Regions from separate parts of the Mus musculus genome. Here all the other regions are linked to region 1. Evidence: chromatin contacts called from public Hi-C and HiChIP or PLAC-seq data. All regions are on one chromosome and are shown on one strand. Each heading gives the region's core, a stretch centred on a gene start, on an enhancer-like site or on the middle of the called end of the contact. The rest is flanking DNA. Distances are from core to core; before and after follow the strand shown. Region 1 holds the start of Slc25a17 (solute carrier family 25 (mitochondrial carrier, peroxisomal membrane protein), member 17). Region 2 overlaps Mrtfa (myocardin related transcription factor A). Region 3 overlaps Mrtfa (myocardin related transcription factor A).

Evidence for each region. A called contact is a pair of places that touch in the nucleus more often than the background predicts. HiChIP or PLAC-seq counts read pairs in DNA pulled down with a chosen protein or histone mark.
Region 2: a contact with region 1 is called in a Hi-C map of embryonic fibroblasts, with 1.9 times the contacts expected there. The contact joins the enhancer-like site here to the promoter of Slc25a17 in region 1. A contact is called at or near these places in 12 of 39 promoter capture datasets (the 3T3-L1 cell line, 3T3-L1-derived adipocytes, the C10 cell line and 7 more), 3 of 15 datasets of contacts at CTCF or cohesin (the NIH/3T3 cell line, large pre-B cells and pro-B cells), 13 of 484 Hi-C or Micro-C datasets (B cells, the C2C12 cell line, the HL-1 cell line and 10 more), 5 of 115 datasets of contacts at active chromatin or transcription factors (DN3 thymocytes, the HPC-7 cell line, kidney and 2 more) and 1 of 9 other capture datasets (liver).
Region 3: a contact with region 1 is called in an H3K27ac HiChIP or PLAC-seq map of microglia, with 7 times the contacts expected there. The contact joins the enhancer-like site here to the promoter of Slc25a17 in region 1. A contact is called at or near these places in 12 of 39 promoter capture datasets (the 3T3-L1 cell line, 3T3-L1-derived adipocytes, the C10 cell line and 7 more), 1 of 15 datasets of contacts at CTCF or cohesin (the NIH/3T3 cell line) and 7 of 115 datasets of contacts at active chromatin or transcription factors (the 230-238 cell line, T-cell acute lymphoblastic leukemia, embryonic stem cells and 4 more).

The regions. Positions count from the first base shown.
Region 1 is chr15:81,359,250-81,362,297 of GRCm38.p6, forward strand. Slc25a17 (solute carrier family 25 (mitochondrial carrier, peroxisomal membrane protein), member 17) reads right to left here and starts at 1,516. Exons shown (of 9, transcript NM_011399.3): 1 at 1,428-1,516. The coding sequence starts at 1,481.
Region 2 is chr15:81,073,275-81,076,395 of GRCm38.p6, forward strand. All of the region lies in intron 2 of Mrtfa (myocardin related transcription factor A), which reads right to left. Among named protein-coding and RNA genes, the nearest start is that of Sgsm3, 97 kb to the left of the region's middle. Within about 2 kb of position 1,692, at least 47 of the 459 cell types and tissues checked have an H3K27ac peak or open chromatin away from gene starts, as enhancers often do. A contact at or near this core is called in the C2C12 cell line, the HL-1 cell line, the HPC-7 cell line and 2 more, where this site is marked.
Region 3 is chr15:81,044,178-81,047,573 of GRCm38.p6, forward strand. It overlaps Mrtfa (myocardin related transcription factor A), which reads right to left. Exons shown (of 14, transcript NM_001082536.2): 3 at 1,112-1,177. Among named protein-coding and RNA genes, the nearest start is that of Sgsm3, 68 kb to the left of the region's middle. Within about 2 kb of position 1,369, at least 134 of the 459 cell types and tissues checked have an H3K27ac peak or open chromatin away from gene starts, as enhancers often do. A contact at or near this core is called in the 230-238 cell line, the HPC-7 cell line, T-cell acute lymphoblastic leukemia and 4 more, where this site is marked.

The sequences.
Region 1 (3,048 bases), core at 266-2,765:
CTCAGGGACTTCAACCTTAACTACTTCAAAACTATAACCAAGTTTAACTTTTCCCCCAAACTTGAGTCTTCACAACCACTGTCAGTTCACTTGGGAGGAAGACCATTCATGTTCCTTGAGTCAAAAATTTGTCAGACACAAGCAACCCTAAGCTACACCCAAGCTATCATTAAATCCTGGTGGTTCTTATAAATCCATTCCAGGCAAATGCTCTCTTACCCCTTCCACCAATAGGTCACAGCCATCTCTTGCCTGAGAGAGATGTGCCTTCCGTATTCTACTCTCCACAGGGCAGCAGAGAGGATCGGGTTTGAAATGTCAATCAGTAAGTGCAACCACTGACCCTTTCCTACACAAAGTCATGAATCATTTGGCCCCCCATTTGCATTTCCACTTCAGTCAAACAGGTCCCTATGACCAACTGAAAACATGTCACAACAAACTTCCACCCCAGTTCTTTCATAACGAGCAAAAGGCACTTCTGGTTGATTTAAAGGAACGCGACTCTTTTGAATAAGACACCATGTAATATTCCCTCACCTACTTCTCAAGGTCTAGAAGAAAAGTGTAATATTTTCTTCCCTCTTCATAGATTACAAACGTGAGATTTGAGATTACCTGGTAAACATATGATAGAATTGGAATTAAAAAACTCAGATTACTCTTCACCGGAACATAAGCTGTCTGAATGGATAGGAATGGTCCACGGTGACTCTACATGGCTAAAGGTACATGCTGGGAGTTAGGGAAGAACATGGGAAACAGTCTGAGGAAAAGAACCAGAGGAGGAATGTTACCTGTGCCAAGAATGTGAAGTTTCAGGGAAAAGGGAAGTGTCAAATGGAAGGAACTTAGATACCTCTAAATCGAAGAACAAAGCACTTAACTCACAGTAACTATACAGGTAGTACATAACACCACCGATCTTGACTTAAAAAATAAACAAACAAACACCCTATCTTTTCCTGGCAATAAGGCTGACTAGGAATGTTCCATTAGCTATTGCCACTTGCCTGGGATAAGGTGTGACACCAGGCTGGCAGTAGACTTACAGCAAGCACCCCATCTTCACACTTAGTTTTTCCGCAGGACCAATTTGGACGAAGTTTGTGTGCAGTGAGAGTTGGGTAAGGGAAGGGTTGGCCTTAAACTTTTAAACTTCAGAAGGCAAAGAAAATAGCAATTATCTTCTTCCCTATTCCCTCTGGACCTTTGTGACTGATAGTCCAGACAGTCTCTGGGAAAGTCCAGAGGGGACTGCGGCAGAGGGTGGCTCCTGGCCTCGCCCTCCCTCTTGTAGCAGCAACTTTCCATTTATGCCCGTCCTTTTCGTTCCAGTTGTGACAGATTCGGTCCCCACATCTCCCCCGTGCCCTTCTCCCCGACCCATCCCGAGATTTACTTCGAAGCCCCAAACCCCTCCTCACCACGGCTCCGGCCACGGCGTGTACCAGACTTTCGTAGGACAGCACAGAGGCCATGGTGCCACACTTTTCACTCAGGCGCCTCAGAGTGTGCGGGTTCGTGAAAGGACCGTCTCAAGCCCCACCTCTCAGAAGTCTCCCCCGCCTCCACCAGAACGACTGCTTCCGGGTCACAGACTGCCCTGGTTCGCTGGGGAGAACAGCCGGGGAGGCGAGTGTGAAATGCCCAGGAACGCCCCTGAACATCGATTGGTCCGGATCGGTCAAGGGGCGGAGCAATGCTCAGTGGCTATGGAAGGATCTGTGTTCTGAGCACCCCCTGCAAAGGTTCCTAGCCCCTCAGTCTGTCAGTGTGCTTGCACACTAAATTGGTTAGTCAAGCCCATAAAACGGGAGGACATAAAAGTCCTTAATGACTCCTGCACCCCAGTTCCTTGCAAAATATATGTTGGCAGGCTCAGTTGTTAGTGCTTGCTTAGCATGACTACCAGCAAACCATAAACACCAGTAAACACAGTACTCAGGAAGTGGAAAGAGGATCTGGGGACTGAAGAGTTGGCTCAGTTAAGAACAAGTACTGCTTTTGCAGAGGATCCTCGTTTAGGTCCCAGTATCCCAAGCAAGTATAGTTCCAGGGGGTCTGACCTTCTCGGGTTTCCGCGCACACTAAGACATACACACACACACACACACACACACACACGACTAAATAATTTTGTTAAAAGAATTTAGTACAGAGTCACCCTCAGCTACAGAGAGAATTTGAGATTAACCTGGGCTGAGACTCGTCTCAAAACAAAAGCCAAAACAGACCTAAACCCTAAAACGTAGCCTGTAATCCCAGTACCATGGATGCTGAGAAGTGGAGTTGGCTAGCCAGAACTATAGAAACAGCGTCAAAACAAAAGCAACCCTCCAGGATAAGCTGATAGCCATAGATAAGGGGGTGGGTCAATATCTCCAACCTTCGTTTCTCCATTCAGCCATCCCAACACCCGCTGCGAGATATAGAATCAAGGCTCTGAGGCCCGGTAGTTAAACCTCTAGCATAGTTTGTTTAAACTGACAATTTGGGGCTGTATAGATATAGCTCAGCAGCTAAGAACGCTTGCTCTTCAGTTGCTATCACACAACCCTCTATGTCCCTCGGGACAGACGCCACAGCTTTCTGTCCTCTGAAAGAATCCAGGACTGCTTACATAAATGCACTCATGCACATAAAGGTAAATCTAAAAGCAAAGTCAGTATTTTACCCTTCCACTGTGATAGTCTTAAGGTTTCTATTCCTGCACAAAACATCATGACCAAGAAGCAAGTTGGGGAGAAAAGGGTTTTATTCAGTTTACATTTCCACATTGCTGTTCACCACCAAAGGAAGTCAGGACTGGAACTCAAGCAGGTCAGGAAGCAGGAGCTGATGCAGAGGTCATGGAGGGATGTTTCTTACTGGCTTGCTCAGCTTGCTTTCTTATAGAACCCAGGACTACCAGCCCAGAGATGGCACCACCCACAAGGGGCCCTCCCACCCTTGATCACTAATTGAGAAAATGCCTTACAGCTGGACCTCATGGGGGCATTTCCTCAAGGGAGGCTCCTTTCTCTGTGATAACTCCAGCTGTGTCAA
Region 2 (3,121 bases), core at 442-2,941, 290 kb before region 1:
TGAGTTACACATATGGTGGGTGGGGAGGGAAAGAAGACAAATGACCAGCAGAGCATTGAGTCTCAGCAGAGCACTGAGACCCACACACTGTTCTTGGGCTGTCTGAGATCTACCCAGATCAGATCTTGCTCAGAAGCTGAGCAAGGCTGTGATCAAGGCTGAGACTTTCACCTGGTGCCTCCACTCAGTTCTGACTCCAGCTAAACCACTTTTGCACCTGGAAACTGGAACATCACCACATTTATATAGGTTTAGGGTAAAATTAATGAGGCGATCGGTCAATAATCTGTATTAACAGTACTAAAAATATTCAATTAACTGTTCCTTTTGTTTAATTTTTGACATTTTACAATTACGACAGCTCATGGTCTCCTACAGCACAGACAAAAATGTTCATAGGGTGGAAAAAACAGGGAAAGAACAAGGCATTAAAAAGGAGTTAACATCACCAAATTAATATTTTAGTGAATTCCATAAAGACATCATGCCTGGAACTTAACATTCTTTTAGAGTTTTCTAACTGTTAACATCTTCCTACATCTAATGACCTAATAAATTAAAGAAAACCATCACCCAAGATAGGGAGCTGATCACTCTCTCTCCTGGGATTTCTTGCTCTGCTTCTCTAACAGTGAGTCACTTTAGAGGCAGCACGGGGCTCTGCAAGCCTTCTGAGCACAGGCCTGTGCAGCAGTGTTGCCAGAGTACAGACCATTTCCTGCACATGGAGATTTCTGAGAGCAAAAAGTCGGGAGGAAATGAACATGTCTAGCTGCCATTGAATAAGCATGTCTGCAGAAAGAACACAGCACAGCAATTAGCATTTCTTAAGCAAATGACAATTAAAAAACTCCTGCCTCAAGATGGTAACATACTGAAGAACATTCTTGTTTTGTGGGGCTGGGTTTTACTATGCAGCCCAGGTCGGCTTCAAAACTGCACTCTTCTAGCCAGGAAGAGGGTCTCACACCTCCAATCCTAGCACTCAGCGGGCAGAGGGGCAGAGGGGCAGATCTGTGTGTCTTTGAGGCCAGTCTGATCTACACAGAGAGTTCTAGGACAACCAGGGCTTTGTAGAGAGACCTTGTCTCAAGAAACAAAACTTTGCAATCTTCTGCCTCGGTCTCCCAGTGCTGGGGCTCAGACGTGCATCCTTATATTTTTGGTTGTGAGCCTAGCCTTTAACGGCTGAGCCATCTCTCCAGCCCATCCTTGAGAAACTGTATTGAAGAGTGGCGGTGTTGCTCCCACAGTGACCCACACTGTAATGTAGCTGCAAAACCCTTACCAGGCCAACAGAAGTCAGCACCATGCTCTTGGAGGTCTAGAATTATAAGCTACAAGAACTTCTGTTCTTTGCAAATTACTCAGACTCAGGTGTCCTGCTAGTAGTCCAATAGGAAATGGACTATGGGCCAAGCTGATTCTACTTAAGGTTCCCCTTCTAACTTCCTCTTTTGAGTTGACATCAACCACGTGATACATGTTCCAACACAAAGAATTTAGGAAGCAGAGGAAATCTGCACAAGTGTTCAACATCCATGTTTTAAAAAAGATCTATTTGAATTTTAAGCACATGAATGTTTTTGCCTCATATATGTATGTGCACTACATACATGCCTGGTGCCCATGGAGACCAGGAGGTGTGTCTGGTCTCCTGGAACTGGAGTTATAGATGGTTGTAAGCTGCCATGTGGGTGCTGGGAACCAAACTCAAGTCTCCTGCAAGAACAGCATTGTAACCAGGCTTAGCTGCTCTGTGGGTTCTTCTTTTTCCCACCCTTTATCTCCCCCTCTCCTACCCCACTCCACCCCTAGGTTTCAACCCCCACCTCTAGATAGGAGAGAAAAAATAGAGGGGGGGAGAGAGAGAGACCCTTGAATCTAATTTCTTTCTTTTTGTTTCTTCTTCTGAGTATGACTACTAACAAACCATGACCAATCTGCTGAACAAGCAACCACCACCAACCTCGCCTCTCAGGGCCATAGCATTTTATACCCTCTGAAAAGTTCCCAGAATTCCAAACATCACACAATCGCAGAAACTGTCTGCAGTTGGCAAAACCATGCCTCTGCTAGAGCACAGGCAAATCACAGTCAGCTGCTACGATGTCAGCGTAAGTCACTGACAACAACCTCTCACTAGCAACAGTGCTCGCCATCAGTGCAGGATCACAGAGCCAAGTGGAAAGAGACCAAATTTAAACCAGCCCCGGTGCTGATAAGGCCCAGACTGTGGTGGACTATGTCAAACTGTATTCAATTCTGTATGGGTCATACTCATCTCTTTCATAATCCATCTACCAAGAGAATCCAATGCTTTATTTCAATGAGATTAGCTGAGGTAAGAAGATCTGCCCACTGTGAATGGCACATCCCGGGCTGTACAGAAAGAACAAAGTGGGGCGAGCATAAGAATCCATTACTCTCTGCTTCTTGACTATGAATGCAGTGTGGCCAGCTGCCTCAGGCTCCCACTCTTGTGACTTCTTCATCATAACAGGCTGTACCTGTGAACTGTTGGCCAAAATAAGATAAGCCCTTTCTACCTTATGTTGCCTCCTCCCCCGCCCCCTGCTTTTTTGCATTGTTTGTTTGCTTTGTTGTTGCTGTTGTTGTTTTGAGACAGGGTTTCTCTGTGTAGCTCTGGCTGTCCTGGGACTCACTCTGTAGACCAGGCTGGCCTCGAACTCACTGAGATCTGCCTGTCTCTGTTTCCTGAGTGCTGGGAGTAAAAAGTGTGGGCCACTACTGTCCTCTTTACATTGCTTTTGTCAGAGCATTTTATCATAGCAGAAGGAAAAGAAGTAAGGCACTATGCCTCACTGGCACTTTAAAGAGACATGGCTACTGTCCAAAGAGGCTGAGGCTTCTTAAAAGTTTATTCTTATCGGACAGTGGTGGCGCACGCCTTTAATCCCAGCACTTGGGAGGCAGAGGCAGGACGATTTCTGAGTTCAAGGCCAACCAGGGCTATACAGAGAAACCCTGCCTCAGACCCTGCCCCCCCCCCCAAAAGTTTTTTCTTGTTAAAGATCTACCTGAGTTCTTGGATGGAGGGATAATAAAGTAACAATGAGTTATGATTTAGCATCCATTAGGACAGCCAAAAAATTAAGAG
Region 3 (3,396 bases), core at 119-2,618, 320 kb before region 1:
TTCTCTGTATAGCCCTGGCTGTCCTGGAGCTCACTTTGTAGACCAGGCTAGCCTCGAACTCAGAGATCCACCTGCCTCTGCCTCCCGAGTGCTGGGATTAAAGGCGTGCGCCACCACGCCCGGCTGTGTCTCCAACTTTTTCCTGTTAACTGTAAACACATCCACCACCATTAATTTACTACATCACACTTACTAAGAGGTGTAATATTATCTTCTTCCTTTGTCTCCACTTCCTCCCTCCACTCTTGCAGGGGCAGATTCACTGTAGCTGCACACATGATTCCTCTGAGTGAGTGGCCAACAACATGGATGGCAGCGGGGCAACGGGACAGTGGGCAGTAACATGTGGGGGAGACCATGAAACATCATGACAGCAGATGCTGCTGGGGTGTGTGTGTGTGTGTGTGTGTGTGCGCTCTCTCGCTGTCTTCCTCCTCAGGGTGGAGCCGAGTGGTGACGACATACCACCAGGGGACGGAAGCTTGTATGATCTGCTGAGAACTCATGAAGACATGTCAGAAGAGCAAGACCCTGGTTCTAGCCTTCACTGTCTACGGTGCTCTTAGTATTCAAAACAGGCTTTCTTGTCTCTAACAGAGTCTAAGGCGTGGTTTCACTTCTACCCCAGGGATGCAGACACTGGCCCAGTGTCAGAACAGCTCACCAACAGCTCCATCCAGGCATACACACACGCGTATCCGCCATGGGTGCCTCACAGCTCTAAAATAAACTGTAGTTCACTGACGGTACCTGTCTGCAAGGGGAGAGGAGAGGTTTCTTCCTAACAGCTGAGCACAGAGGTGAAGTGGATGTGAACAGAGCAGCCCCTGCTCCTCCCATGAAGGGATGCTGGGAACCCAGGAAAGAGGCAATTCAAAGGCACGGGGCTATCTGCCGACCTGCTGGAAGCCTAGCACTGCTTGTTTCACTGAACATGATGAATCTGGGCAATTGACAACCTGTTCCATCCATCAAGGACTCCTGATGGAAAAGTAAGAGGCGGGTAAGACTGGAACGAGACCCCTGACCCCTGCTCTGTAGGGTGCTCCTATGCCACCGAGGAGCCAAGCCAACCCAAGGAGCAAGTGTACAAACACCGAGAGACACTTACGCGGCATGATCCCTTGGCTCACCAGTTCCTCCCGGGTCCGCCGCTGCTGGAGCTTCAACTGCAGCACTGCATGGTGGCAAGAAGAGAAGACAGATGCAGGTTAGTCAGCCATTCCACCTCAGCAGACACATTCTCAAATGCAGCAAAGTCTAAAAGGTAGCCTATGGTATGAAAGGAGGATCCCAAACTGCAACTGTGGGTAACTGCAGAAGTGGCCTGACACAGCAGGGTTTCCGCATTCTGCTGTGGGCGGCAAGAGGAAGTTGCGAAGAGTCTTGCAGGGTGATAACAATCCACAAACTACCAGTCTTGCCTCTTGCTTAAACCTTACAGAACTCAGCCTTCCTCCTGGGACTGAGAAACACCAACCAGTTCTAAGCTCAAAGAAAGTCTAATGGGGCCAGCGCCCAGCACAAAGAGCTGTATAAGTTCTAAGTGTTTGCACATAGCATGTTGAACAAATGCACTCTGCACAGAGACCACAATCTAAAAAGTATGGCTACTTTCACACACACCACATTCCTCTAGACTACAAGGTATCTTGCCGTCCACATGCTTCTGTTTTCACACAGGGCTTTCTCTGCTGAGAGGAGACACCCAAGAGCTACGACTTAGTGTACATCGGGCTAGTGGAGACAGGTGTCGCTCCTAGCTCTGTTTGGCAACACTGCTCAATGAAACAACAGGGATCTTTATCAAATTAAACATCAACCATCTTTACAACTATACACTACTCAAAGGATCAACTAGCATAGCTGTGGTTACGATGCTAAGAAAATGTCTAGGGAGGGTTAGGAGGATCCCAGAGCCCACAGCAAGTCCCCTTCTGTCTAACAGGTTTCAACTGCAGGGCCCTGAAAGTCATATCTGAGGGTAACCTACAAATACTAGGAACAGTGGTGTACTAACACGGGCCTTTTCTACGCAGCGATTTTTAGAGGCACCCAAGGATGGGAGGACGCTGGCTGGGCTCTTGCCTACGCTTCAAGGTCACAGGAACAAGCAGAACTTCTCTTTCTCTCAAAATTATGATTTATGTTCCAAGTTCCTTTCCCTGTCCTGTTAGCAAGCTTGCTTGCCTCCTTCTGCTCTTATGTCACATCAGGCTGCAATGGGGACTTCCAGGCACGATTCCCTAGGGTGAGACACCCCAACGAGAATGTTAAATTTTACTCTTCCTTAAGTACCATGGACTTTCCCTCACCTTTAAAATTTCATTTTTGCTTGAAAATGTCCACTCTCTTTTTCTTTTTCTCTTCTTCTCTATATTCTCCACTATATTCAGAATTACGTTGGGTCACCTAAGCTACTTTACCTGAACAGTGATGTTGGGTGCTGTGCGTGGTTACCTCTGAATATCCCCCCTGCTAATTTACAAACTCCTATAAATTTAATTAAAAAAAAAAAAGTCTTATTAAGCCAAGCATGGTGGCTCATACCTATATTCTCCCAGCCTTTGGAGGCTGAGGCAAAGGACAGTTAAAATTTTCACATCAGCCTGGGGTTGCTACAAAGTAAAAGTCTGTCTCAAAAAAGAAAAAATGTTATTTGTATTTTATTATAGCAGGCATTTAATGACAGGAATTAGGGGCAGCTACTCAGAAGACTAAGGCAGGAGGATCAAAAATTCAAAGCCTACCTTGGCTATAAAAATTGAATTGGCATACATCTTTAATTCCAGCACTCAGGAGGCAGAGGCAGAGAGATCTCTGAGTTGCAGGCTAGCCTGGTGTACAAAGTGAGTTCCAGGAGAGCCAGGGCTACACAGAGAAACCCTGTCTTGAGAGAGGGAGAGAGGGAGGGAAGAAAGAAGGGAGGGAGAGAGAAGGAGAGGGGGAGAGAGAGAGAACCAAACTGACTCTCAAGATGTTGAGAGTTTGGAAATCTAACAAAGAGGCGATTTTTTTTAAAACAAATTAACATTGCTTAAAATAAAGCCCTAATTAAATAGGTAAAAGCAACAACCATTTCAGTGGCTGATATTTATAGCATGTGCTTTGTACCAGACCCTATCCTACATACCTTTGGTGTGTGTGTGTGTCTGTGTGTGTGTGTCTGTGTGTGTGTGTGTGTGTCTGTCTGTGTGTGCTGTTTTGTGACAATGGGGATCAAACTCCGGGCCCTGTGCACGCCAGGCGAATGCTCACTGAGCTACCTTTCAGCCCTGTGCATTTGTGCTCTAAAATCCTAAGGAGATTGGTAGTGTTTGTCCCACCTTACAGGTTAGGAAAGTGGGGCCTACAGAGACCAATTCACCTTGTTTGTCTCAGTAATGGGGGCGGAAC